3 separate regions of the Drosophila melanogaster genome follow, and regions 1 and 3 are each linked to region 2. Evidence: chromatin contacts called from public Hi-C and targeted proximity ligation data. All regions are on one chromosome and are shown on one strand. The core of a region is the stretch at or near the end of the contact, and the rest is flanking DNA. Distances in the headings are between cores, read along the strand shown. Region 1 holds the start of CG42507. Region 2 holds the start of dlp (dally-like). Region 3 holds the start of CG13476.

The links. A called contact is a pair of places that touch in the nucleus more often than the background predicts.
Region 1: a Hi-C map of the Kc167 cell line shows a contact between it and region 2, with 3 times the contacts expected there. A contact is called at or near these places in 18 of 107 Hi-C or Micro-C datasets (the Clone 8 cell line, the D17-c3 cell line, the Kc167 cell line and 8 more) and 3 of 7 datasets of targeted methods (the Kc167 cell line and the S2 cell line).
Region 3: a targeted proximity ligation map of the Kc167 cell line shows a contact between it and region 2, with 2.1 times the contacts expected there. A contact is called at or near these places in 4 of 107 Hi-C or Micro-C datasets (the Kc167 cell line, the S2 cell line, leg imaginal disc and 1 more) and 2 of 7 datasets of targeted methods (the Kc167 cell line and the S2 cell line).

The regions. Positions count from the first base shown.
Region 1 is chr3L:14,754,606-14,759,220 of dm6, forward strand. CG42507 reads right to left here and starts at 3,357. Exons shown (of 7, transcript NM_001169973.2): 1 at 3,237-3,357; 2 at 2,299-2,725. Trl (Trithorax-like) reads right to left here. Exons shown (of 7, transcript NM_206360.1): 3 at 2,299-2,725. The coding sequence starts at 2,490.
Region 2 is chr3L:14,630,967-14,635,170 of dm6, forward strand. dlp (dally-like) reads left to right here and starts at 1,635. Exons shown (of 8, transcript NM_206353.2): 1 at 1,635-2,416. The coding sequence starts at 2,107. It overlaps RecQ5 (RecQ5 helicase), which reads right to left and starts at 1,111. Exons shown (of 5, transcript NM_168591.3): 1 at 915-1,111; 2 at 1-852. The coding sequence starts at 1,017.
Region 3 is chr3L:14,703,906-14,708,065 of dm6, forward strand. It overlaps CG13476, which reads left to right and starts at 1,559. Exons shown (of 1, transcript NM_206354.2): 1 at 1,559-2,252. The coding sequence starts at 1,639. The coding sequence ends at 2,088. All of the region lies in intron 2 of ome (omega), which reads left to right.

The DNA.
Region 1 (4,615 bases), core at 2,107-4,606, 130 kb after region 2:
TATTTATATAAGTAAAACTAATGAGATTAAAAGGAGTTATTAAGAATAGGGCAAGATAAATTGATTTTAAATGATATATAAATATTTCTCTATTGTTTAAGGTATGTACGATAACCAAAACCGGTTTCTAGTAAGTTATAGAAATTTTCTAATTGAAATCTAAAAATGTTCTATAAGAAAAACTTCTTGACACTTTGCAAAGTTCGTAGGCTCTTCATCCAACATTTCTCTTGGCTCGAACTTCATCGTAGAGAGTTGTGTTTGTTTTGAAATCGTCTCACATTTTTGGCGTGAATTGAGAGGCCCGTTCGTCCGTCCGCCAATCCAAATAAAAACAATAACAAAAACAGTCGGACGGAGATGGAAATAATGGAAACTCGCGGTGCGACGCGTCGCTCACACTCTCCTCCGCTCACGCACACAGTGACACAGACAAAAGACAACCGGCTTTTACTTTTGCGCGCTCTGCACATTCTGCAGCAGGATTTTGAGATTTCAGATGCTGAAAAAGAAAACAGAGCAGCGCTTAAAGAAAGAGCGCTTAGCTGTTCTTCTTCTGTGTCCTCTCCCGCTCCCGCTCCCGCTCCAAACATTTAATTATATAGCATTGCTCAGAAAACAACCCCTCTCCATTTACGGACTCACCAACCAACACCCTCCCTTCATCCAATGCCAATCTCTTGAAATGACACATCTCACCGCACTCCCATTTGCGCTCTTTGAACTCTGCCTCCAACCAAAGTCTCGCTCATCGATTTTTCAGAGTTGCATTCCATTTGCCGTAGGAGCAAGGGAGAGGGAGCAAGAGCAACAAAGAGCGACCGCCATGTGTTTTTGCGTGCGTGTGTGAGTGTAACGAGATCAGTACATCTTGTACTTTTCGGACTCTTGCAGAGTTCACAGCCGCATTGGTCCCGTTCTTTTTGTTTTTTTTTTTTTTTCTTTGACATTTCCCCACGACGGCTCTGAGCGGCGTTTTCAAAAATTTCGCTCTGTTTACTTTTTCACGGCCCAGAAAAGGAGAGGAGAGATGAGGAGCGCTGAGAATAAGGGGGAGCGAAGCGCAGAGTAGCCGCTGTCGGCGTCGCATCAGGTGTTTTCATTTCGCTGGCCGCGCTCTGTTTTGGTCAGTATTTCCATTACGATAGGGCCACGCATTGAAGACGGTCCAACTTTCATACTTAAGCGCACACTTTGAACAATCGACAGAGTGGCGGAAAAGCGTCAAAGTTAAAGTGCAAATGAGTTGTTAAAAAGTACAGTATCGCAATACAGCTCATGAAAAAACTTGCAAGCTCCATTTAAAAGTGCGCCTTCCTAATATGAAATGCTTTAGTTTATAGAAATACGGGTTGGATTCGATACGAGGGAAGCGCACCAGACAGGCTTGCTTATCTTTGGTACAATCTGGACTTGGTCACTATGTTATAAGTTTAAATAAAGATTTGAAGTAGATAAGTCTATTAAAGTCCAGGAACTTTTAATTGAGCGAAGTTTGCTGTTAGACAATCAATCTAGCAATCTAAAATGGTGACATACAAAATACAAAAGACTTAGCTTAGGAAATGGGTTAAGGAAATCAAACCAATCAATACAAATTTAATTTTAATTATCTTTGTATATGTATCCATATTCCCCCCAATATTTCAAGTTCCCCCTAGCCAGAGCCAACTGTACAGTTCTGTCTGTGAAGAAAGAGGTCGCGCTCGTGTGCACCCAACAACAGCAAGAACCAAAAGGCAAGACGAAAGCTCCAACCATCCAACAACTACAACAGTTGCCGCGCTGCTTTTGGCGCTCTCGTTTGCGCTCGCTCTAACACATGCGATTTAAAAGTTGGCGCACCAGCTTTCGGCTCTCCCCTCTCTGTTACACCACCGGGCCCAAAACCACTTTTCTGTCGACCGAACCAACTGGTTCTCTCGCTCTCTCCCTCTCTGTCTGCGCTCTGTCTCTACGTCTCACTCTCTCGTTCTCCGGTGAACTTTGCAACAAGAAAAAGCTGATAAGCAAGATAGACGGCGGGAATGCGGGGGGCGGAGCCACTCATTCAACTCAATTGACAGTGGAAAACTTGTACAAAAATCTCTAGACAACTTTTGGAGCGGAGCGTAAATCTGCGTTATTTATACATATGTATGCATTTGCGTGCGAGTGTCAGTTTCTCTGCGCTCCAAACATTAACCTATTTCTGCGATTGGATTTCTCTGTTTACAAACTGTACGAAACGTTTGAGGTTATGTACAAGCTCTCTTATTGAAAGGTGTTTTAGGCAGTGTTTCCGAACCGAGCACTTACCTTTAGCAAGTCCAGCAGAAAGGGGGAGGCGGCGCACAGGACTATCTTGTGGGCGGGAAAACTCCGCCCGCCGGCGGCCAACGTGCAATCGACGAGGTCGCCATGGCAGCGCAACAATTGGATTGCCGATACGAGGCTGGTGCCGTAATCGCCCCAGGTGAGCGAATACAGCGAATTCATTGGCAGCGACATCAAAGCGGTCGCGTCCAAATCCAACAATTGTTGTTCCTCCCCAGCGTTGCTAGCGTATTCGCTGCTATTTGTCTCCAACACGACGATTTAATGTTTAACGGTTACGGGGAAAATTCTCTTCAAGTTGGGATTTTTCGCAAAAATCCCCTTTCTACTCCTCCTCCACGACGCCACTGCTTTTCCAACTCCCTTTGCTCTTCCTCTTCTTGCTGCTTGGCGCGCTGCTTTCTCGAAACTGAAATGAAAAATGGAAAAGAAAAAGAGTACAGACGTTAGTTATTAGCTCTCTCTCTCTCTCTCTCTTTCTCGGTCTCACTCTCCCGCTCTCGCACTCTTTGGGGGCCAGAGCGCGCGAGAGCGAGACAACGCATGTGTGTAGGCTGCTCACAGGAATTTTGTTGTTGGAGAAGACTTTTTCACAAGGGGACTGACAACTAGTATACAATTGATGTTTCAAAATTCGTTGCTGCCCACAAAAATCACACAAAAATAGCGCGCCACATTTAAAAACGCCAACAGCACACACACGCGCACAAACTCAGACAGACGGACAGCCGACACAATCACATTTTTTAATACACAGTACAGTCAAGCCATGAGACACGCATTTAATTTTTTTTTGTCACTCAGTTATTTTGTTCGTTTTATAATCGCATGTCTCTTGATTTTGTTATTGTTTTCCCGCTCACGGAGCGCACTTTTTTTGTTTGTTGGTTCGGTTTTGGTTTGTGAAATTATCTTCTCACCGGAGCGCAAAAGAAAATTTCAGTGGCTGTGGGTGATTTTGTGCCTTCTCTTTCTCTTGCCCGTACGCTTTTTTCTCCTGCTTGTTTGTCCGCTCGCCAACGTTGGATAACTCGAACTGAGACTGAGTAAATGGTTTCGATCGAATTTCGCTGCTCCGGCGCTGCCAGCGCGGCCAGTTTTTCAGTTCTCTACTCGGGGAGAAAATGTGTAATTTCTGTACTGCTGGTGGTGGTTATTTTGCGTGCTGGTGTGCGTGCGCGCCTGTATCTGTGTATCTATGAGAGAAGTGACCTGCCTGGCAACGCTCTTTGAAGTACAGTTGTCGAGCGGCATTGCCAGATGGAGCGCAGGAAGAGTATTTTTAGGATGGAGAGGAGAGCAAGACGGCAAGACAAAAAAGTCGGCAAGATAGTAAACAAAACTATAAAAGGTGGTAAATATTGAATGATGGAAATATTCTGGGCCGACTTCACGGATGAAAAACACATGTGTCCGACCGGTTGGAATATCAGAGTGCGATAAGAAAAAGGTCAACGGGATCCGTAGGTTCCGGTTCTATAACTATCGGATCCGGTATCAAAATATTCAACATTTTCTTATACTACTCCACTCTGAATAAGCTCAAATTTTACAGTTTAAAAATGAAGGATAAACAATTCAGAACGTTTTTGAATTATTCTAGCTAAGGTATCGAGCAATTGTATTAAAAATAAATTCCAACATTAGCTATGATTAAATCGATAAGCAGATTTTCGTAGAACGAGTCCCTAATCTAACAATTTATTATGTTTGATCACCAAAATCTAGAAGGGTATTGGGTTCAGAATAAATTACTTTCAGTTTTCTTTTTAAGATACCAGATTCCATTTTTCTGGGAACAAGTGTAATGCTACTGAGGGTTACACAGGAATCAAAAGAATCTGATAGGTTTAGATTAAAATAGACATGTATCGGGACTGGGTTTCTCTTCGGTTCCGAAATATTAACAGATCCTGTGAAAGTAATAATAACAAATGGTAGAAAAGCCGGTTCGCTCTTACGCTCTACATTCTCTTTCCCCTGTCTCTAACTCTCCTCTCTCCTTTCGAATCCAATCCAATCACCTGTTACTTTTGACACATCTCAGAGACCGAGACCCTACGGGGTAAAAACATATAGCCAGTCTCATTCTCGTATGCAGATCAAGTCCAGCTTAAGAGCGGAGAGACCCCGCGATAGGGAAGTTAGTCGAATTTGGAATTGAAGGAGAAGGAGAGTGGCACTTCTAGCCAACGCTCAGAGAAGAAAGTAATATAAAGTGAGCGAGTGTCCAAATTTTTAAGATTACAATTTTCTCTGTTATGATGCTGCTGGGCAGGGAAGGGGCCATGAGAAATGC
Region 2 (4,204 bases), core at 385-2,884:
CCATTCCAAAACTATTGGTTGCACATATAATGGGCTGATCACCCCGCATCCACGCTTCCTGGACTTCAGTACGTTCTCCTGTTTTCAGACCAGCGTGATAGGCTACTGCTCCGATTCCCTGTTTAGTTACCCCTATCGCCATGCGCTCCACTTGGTCTCGAGTCCGGCAATATACGATTCCGCAGCCTCTTTGTGGCTTGGGTGTATCCTTAAACTCCTTCGGATTGCCCAAGCAGTGTCTGGCGAAATCTGCCAGGTGCTGAAAGTCATCTTCGATAGAATTCTTGTAAACAATGTCATAGAAGAGGTTTTTCCTGAAGCTAGGAGTGCTAAATTGAGCCACGGGTTGGTGGAGGCGCAACTGCTTATATATATCCTCCTTGACTTCCCTTGAAGCTGTGGCAGTCAAAGCCAACCAGATGACGTCGGAATATTTGGAACGCAGCTCCCCCAGCTTTAGATAGTCCGGTCGAAAGTCATGTCCCCATTGGCTAACACAATGCGCCTCGTCGACTGCAAAGTAGGCAAGCTTATTGTGTTTATGGAGGGTTTGCAGCAGGTCTTGAAAAAACTTGGTGGCGGCCTGTTCCGGGGTTATGTAGAGAAACTTCAGGTTGGTTCTCACGGCCTTTAAGTCCATTATAACACGATCCCTTTCTTTGGTGCTCATCTTGGAGTTCAAAGAATCCGCCGGCACTTTCAGTTTGGTTAAATGATCTATCTGATCTTTAATCAAAGCCAAAAGCGGAGAAAAAACAATGGTTATTTGATTCTCTGACATCAAACCAGGCAATTGGAAGCACAGGGATTTACCCGAGCCCGTGGGCATCGACACATACACATCCTGCTTTTCTGTAAGAGAATTACGAGAGGTATTATCTGCGAGATTGGGTAAGAATTTGGCCAATATTCACTTTTAACAGCGCACTTCACGGCTTTTTCCTGTAGATCCGATTTGAATTTCGAGTGGCCAAAATGCTTTTTCAGCGCCTCGTGCACAGCGCTTTCATGCGCCATACTTGGGCTGTTATTTAAATTGCGTTTTATTTAAATAAACATTGTTTTGCTTCAGACCAAAACTGGTTGCCGCCAAAACAGCTGGTTTAGAGATGAACAATGCGGCTAGATAGTGGCTTTCGATAGTGTGGACCTTCCTTTATCGATGTCACATATTTCGAATAAATTTAGATGTCCACACTATTTGTTTTGTACACAAAATATTTTAAATGTGATTAAATAGGCATTCATCTCGCCTATAAGCGCGACATGGAAGTTTTACTTTTTGTGATTAAATTATTCAAAAACCATTTAGCTTACCAACCAATTAATAAATATACAGTCGTGTGTTTGCAAACAAAAAAAATTTATGGTATGTATAATTGTATATGTATAATAATTTATATGTATGTATGTATTAACAGGACCAATCTATTTCTTGTAAAACTTTCGTTATTTTATTTTTAAATTTCACAACTTTCTAACAAACGTTTCCCAGAATGGAATTCTCATAGCCTAGTGACACTGTACATACCTAAAAACGGTGTAAGGCGATAGACATCGATAGCCGCGGTCACCAATCGATAAGCGCAGGCTGAAAAGAATCGACGGTAAGCAGTCGAAATTCAAAGAGACTTCTCAGTCAAAATTTTATAGCCGACTCGCGAGCACGCGCTGTGCTGCTTCTTCCTGCGTTGCGCGCTTTGCTTTCAATTCGCCTTTCGTCGTCGCGGGTGCGTGTGTGTTGGAGCGAGTGCGTCTATGTGCAGTGCGTGTGCCGCTATTTGTTAATTGTTAATAATCCCGATTTAATAACACCCGACAACCATGTTGCACTTCAATTGCTTCTGAACGCAAAATGCGCACTGATAAACGCAAACGACAAAAATAAGTTTCATAATAATAATAATGCCGGCAAACAAAGCGGTGTATTAGTGTGCGTATTTCAGTGTGGGTGCCTGCGTTTGCCAAAATTATTTACCGCAAAAAGAACAAACACAGTCAAAACGATTTGAATCCCAATCGAAACTAAACGACAACAAACGCCGGTGAAATTAGCCCTGTCTCTCGCTCTCTCTTTCCCCTTAAAATAAAGAAAGAGTTATCAAAATGCTACATCAGCAGCAACAACAACAACATCTGCATTGCAGAAGAAAAGCTACAGCAACAACAACTGCCCGCCTTGTGATATTCAGCAGTCCTCTTCTACTATTACTACTCACCACCCACTTGCCGCCCACCTTACAAGCGGACAATGGCCCCGCCCCCCAAGTGGCCGCCCTTGCCGCCCCCAATCCGGCGGGTGGCGTAGCAGGGTCTTCGATCATCGATCAATTCAGTCCGAATTGCAGTGCTGTGACACACATTTTCCAAGCGAGAGGAATCGATGCCATCGAAATTCCCCAAAAACCCAGTAACGGTATGTCCGATATTATATACCAATGGCTTAATAAATACCTGTCGAGAAATATTTATTATTGTAAATATTTAAATTTTAAACAAAGTTATAATTACTTCTTGTGGGTGAAATGTTCAGATCATAAAAATTTTTTTTTAATTTTGAAATACGCTTTAAGTGAAGGATATTAAAAAAAAAACTTAAAGATATTTTCAAGAACTCTGGTACTTTAGTAGGCTTATTATAACTTATTGCCTTCCCATATGGTGTCATTCAAATAGTACAAATTTTAATTTGTAGCGATGTTTAAAGTGCGAAATGGTTGAGGTAGTGCCATTCTTAATGCAAAAAAGATAAGAAAATCCATATCGTGGCAATCAGATCTTTTAAAATGTATACTTACATTGATATATGTAGTATGGAAAAGTATGGTTAGTATGGAAAAATGGACTATAATCTTTAATAAAGTTATTTAATAAGCTTAAAGACCATATTATTTATCCAATGGAATTAAAAACTCAAAGCAACTAATATTGGTATTACCCGAAAAAGAATCCGTATATTTCATAACAATAGTAAATTGCCGGAGATAAGAAACAAGTTTGATTCGCAAAGGAACAAAGAGAACTCGTGTATAAATTGGACGATTCCGTGATTCATTCTGTTCCTTCAACGCGCCTGCAGAGCTCCCTCCACTCCCTCCGCCCCCTGAAGGAAATAAAATTCCAGGCAAATCAACTCGAAATGCGAATAAGCAGCAGCACAAGACAGGCTCTAAATAAGAGAGAGTCCGTCGCGGAGAGCGTGTCCATCCCAGAGATCTTGGCGCATGCGTCGCCTGCTCATCGCAGCCCCCATTTCTGCCCCCGGTCCATTCCTACCCAGTGGGGGCAAAGGGTTCCAGTTTCCAAGACCAGTCCAATAGGCAGGAGCAGCCGCAGCGAAAAATCTCAAGAAATTCCTTTTTGATGAACAAAAAAAGGAAATAAAATGAGAAGAGCGCGGGCATACAGTAGAGCATCGTTGGCGTGAACTGCGTGAATTACCTTTTATATGTTTATGGGATATGCTATAAGAGTTATTTAAAACTGTTAAGGATTTCTTAATTATTTCTATTTTGAGATGCCATGTTTTACAAAGTTTACGAATCTTTTAAAGATATTGGACTGTGGAACCCATTTACAGGCTCTTTACCTAGTGCAAGAGCAAAAATGTTGTCACACCGCTTTTACACATAGTTTAATGGGGTATAAGGGGTGGAGAGGGGTAGACCTAGCCTCGACCTCGATCGCCTGTGGGTTTTACTTAATTTGTATAAATCCTGAATTAATCACGCTTAATTGCAATAAGTTGCGCTGCCCTCTCTTCGTCGCCTTCAGTTTCTCTCCCTCTCTCTCTGTCTCTCTTTGTTTGATTTGTTGCCAGGTAAACTGTTGCAGCCTCTGCCCTTTTGCCCCACCCCATACCCCTGTTCCAGTCCATACCCCTGCCCCTCCTTTAGTCCTCTACCTGCGCCCTGCCTTTGTTTATTTTTGGTTTTCAACGTTGCCTGATTGGTTTTTTTTCCCTCCCGATATGTTTTCCTTATTTTTTATCTTTTGGTCAAATGCATTGCGCGTTGCGTTGCGTTTCGTTCATAATTTCATGGAAATGTCTGTGGGGGAGGGGGGCGATGAGGGGCCAACAGGTAGAGTGGTCAGTTCTCGAGTTCCCTTTTGTGTTGTCTTTGATATTAATCAAGGTGTCATTGAAATCGTTTAAATTATGCAGTTCAGGATTTTTATTCTCTGTCGGCATTTTTATGTGAAC
Region 3 (4,160 bases), core at 309-2,808, 73 kb after region 2:
AGTGTTTATATGTAAGGTGTTTGTAGGTTCTTTATTGAGGCAAATATATATAAAAGAAAAAAAATAAATAAATAAGGTACATTTTGAACTTCACTATAAACAAAAGTCAACACGTCCTTAGTCTCTTAAATATGAATTCGACTTTAAAATCGAATAGTATTTGCAATCCACATCAGAAATAAAGTTCTCTTAATTCAGACTAACAAAAAAGATTGATGTTCTTATATATGCATTCACATAAGTTCGACATGGAAGAAAAAATAATCGGAAAATTGCCAAAGCTTCTTCCTTTTCAAAAAGTGTTCTGCATTTGTGTGGGTATAAACGTGTCCTTGTGAGTGTCTGCACTCATGCATAGAAATAAGCCGATAAAACCCTGACAATTGTGTCATGGAGTAGCGTTTTAGTTTTGGGATTGGACTTAATGCCTCTTGACTTCAATTTGCATAGTCGGCTTAGCAACGTTCGTGCAATGATTGAATGACAAATTGATAGAATTCGGCATTTACCAGTTGACAGCTAAGGAAGAGCTTTTTCCGGTCGGAGGAAACGGAAGAAAAGTTAAACCGATGATGGAGATTTCAGTTCAAATTCTGTTTGAGCATGATTTAATTATCGTGCCGGTTAAAAAGGACTTTTCATTTGCCTACAACAATGTTCACAACGAGTTGCGCCTTTTTAATTATAAAAATCAAAATTCATGAAAAGCTCTTAGAATATAGAGATATGATCTTTTAGTGTTTAAATCTCTTGAATGCGAGTATAACATAATATATATATAAATAGGCTTTTCATCATCACATATAGATGATTTAATCCTTCTTCTCCAACAAAATTTTAAGCCATTCCCAACAAAGTTGTTAAATTGTTAACAAAGCGAACATTTTCACTCAAAAAACGCCCCTATCGCATTGACTCTGACCTAGACCGCAAGCCGTTTAGATCCCGCAGGACTTCCCATTAATCCAATTAGGGCTGAACATATTTGCTTCTCATTAAAAATGAAATCCTTTGCTTTGGACCGGAATCAAGAGCTTTGACCAATTACCAAGCGTTTTTTCATTTACGTTCGCACATTCGAAATAAAAAATTAACCAGGAAGGTCGCAGATAAAGGCATTGACAGAGCAGCTTAGAAATCTCTTTGTCAGCAACTTAAATGAAAATTAAGACATCTGCTTTCATTTAGCTTAAGTGCTTATCTTGCGAAGGACGCAAAGGCAAAGGACACGTTTGCCCACAGGACAATCAATTATGAATGCAACACCGAGCACCATCAGCTTGGCAAAATAGTCTGTAATAAAAGTTAGGTTCATGAGGAGTGCGATGCTTTTGGGCGGCTAATGATGATAATTATATGTTTTAAGTGACATTGATTTGTCGCCTTCAGGATGGGCCGGGAAATTCCCATGATGTTTAATTCATTAGCCAGCTAATCGGCTTACTCTGATAATTAATATAATTGATGTCAGTCATCTTATTGTAGCGCCACCCAAGCAGGCTACTCATTCCCAGTTGCCTCTGTGTCATTTCTATGGATCTAAAATAGGTTTCCCAGTACTATTGACGCCCTGAAAGTAATCAGATATTCACACATAAAATAAATTCAAATAAAATCTGTATATTTTGTACGCTCACAATGAACATGAGGGGAATGGCCAAGCGTTCTATTTGGCTGCAATGTCTTCGGGAAAATGCCACCAATATGCGCCTGGAGCACGAGGATCTGGGACGTCGCATTGCTGTTTCTTTGGCCAGTTCCCAGAAAGCTCTAGTTGATATCGAAAACTTGAATCAAGAGCTGTTAAAAATGAAGGACACAATCCATAATGCCATTTCCAATGTTATGGGCTACGAAAAGAAGTGTTGTGAATTGCTCCTGGAAATTTTGATTAAAATAGTTGAGAACAACGACCTGGATGCCGAACTAAATCCCAAAATGATCTCCAAGGCGTTTCTCGACTTGGATCCGAGTTCCGACGAGACAGAAGTTCTGAATGACCGTAGTCTTGCAGCGTCTGATTTTAATCAGCAATATCCAAAAGATGTGCCGGATTCTATTGATATAAACATAACAGAAGACCAGTAACCATTTTAAATAGGATCCAAGACCGCACCAATTCGATTACTAACGTCTTAATTTAATGCGTTGTCAATTCCACCTCACACATTTAAAAGGAATAATAAGGTGGTCAGGGCTACAAATGTTTTATATTTTTTATCGATTCAATTAAATTTGCATGGTGAAATGACAAAACCCATTGTCTCTTTCTTCAGTTTATAGTTGTGGGAAAGTTTCTAAGACGTTCGAAATGTTAAAACCCTTGAAACGAAAAAACTTAGGATGACCATAAAAATACAAAATTATGAACAGAAAGAAAAGAGAAAAGCACGCCAACATCCGCACAAATTGTCCTGCAGAAAAGTCAAGACAAAATCACGTATACGCACTGTGACAACCCACAGCCTGGGTTAAAGACAATCCCAACTGGTAATCCAAGTCGTGTGCGTAGCCAGCATCCATGTTCCTAAACAATTTGTCGGCGATTTGTCGGCAAACTTGAGCCATATACGCCACACATACGCACCGAGTGAGCCATATTGCACATACGCCCCGTGTGACCCACAGAGGAATACAAAGAGTAACGAGGTTAAGTGACCCAACCAGCAAAACAACCTGTTGACTCAGGCTCTCTGCTCTCTCACTCAAAGCAAACTCACTCATCGGTGGGTTTGTTTTGCTCCGCTCTTTCGCCGGTAATCGGCAATTGGCACTCATTCCACTGCTTTTTCATACTCACTCCGAGTGCTTTTGCCTTGGCGACGGTTCTCCAGCTGCGGTTGAGCTCAGTTGCCGCTTGTCAGTCGCCACGTGCGGTTCGGTTTCGGTTACGGTTGCGGATCGGGATTCCTCAGAAAGTCTGCGCCGTGCTACAAATCCAGTTTACGTCGCATTTTTCGAGTGGGAGTAAGCGTAAGTGACGTTCGCGTGCCTAAAGTCAGTTTGGATGGGGGAGAGATGCAGATAAAGATAAAGTTCGATCCGGAATAAAATACGACGGAGATACATTTCAATGGAGTTCAATTTCAAATGAAGCTTTTTAATTGGCTTTTGAATTTTTGAAAGACACTGCAAAACAAATCAATATACAAATTTTCAAAAAGTATATAAATTGCTTGGAATAAATTTGCTTTCCACAAATACAATTTTAATATAAAAGTTAAAACTTGTCATGTGAAAAACAAAAATTTTGTGCTTGTAGTAAAAATTGCTAGTAAATATATAAATATTTTGATAAACTATAAAATTGTTCTCCCCATCGGATTTTGTTTATATTCTGGTCTCCCCCATTCGGTTTCCATTCAAATTAACTAGTTCTGCAATTCTCACTTTGACTTCTGACATCGGCTGTAATCAAATTTTGCCTTTCATTTACAACTTGTTATAATTCCGGTGCCGTTCGCAACCGGAAACGTGCTCGCCGCCGTTTTGTCTACGCCACAAAACAGCCAAAGCCAGCTGAAGAAAAAGGAAAACATGAAAAGAAACAAAGCCAAGAGTAAAATAAACTTTGCCAGCTAAATATTTCTTTGGCATTCCGGTTGCAGAATTTCTTGCTTACAAAAAAGGCAAAGGGAACAACATCGAAAAATAACAAATGCATGTGAAGACATTCTGTTCGCAGTGCCATGAAGTGGTTAGAATCTTGGCTTGCACTTGTCTAAACAAAATATATACATACGTTGTGCATTTATGAATATAATATGTGGAGCATCCTTGGCTGGCTGCCGAAATGACAAAATGATGCATTAAACTAATTGGAAAAACTTTGGGTGTTTTCAGTGAGTGCTCAGCGGAGCTGAAAAGAATCTGAAAGAAGTGAACAAAGGAGTGTGTGTTGTGGACTAGAAGTGATTGAATTTTAAGGCTGTATAAACGGAAATAAAGTAACAAAAATTCGTTGGCTTATGGGGCCAATTAATTACCATAAAATTATTAATATGCCAACTACACAATCGTATTTGCAATCTTTGCGGAAATTTCTGTTTTACTTATGTGAAATACAAAAAAAAATGACAGCAACGGAAACGGTTTAAAATGGTTAAATAATGTGATCTGTTCACTGAATTCACTGAATTAATGCAAATTCAACGCAACGC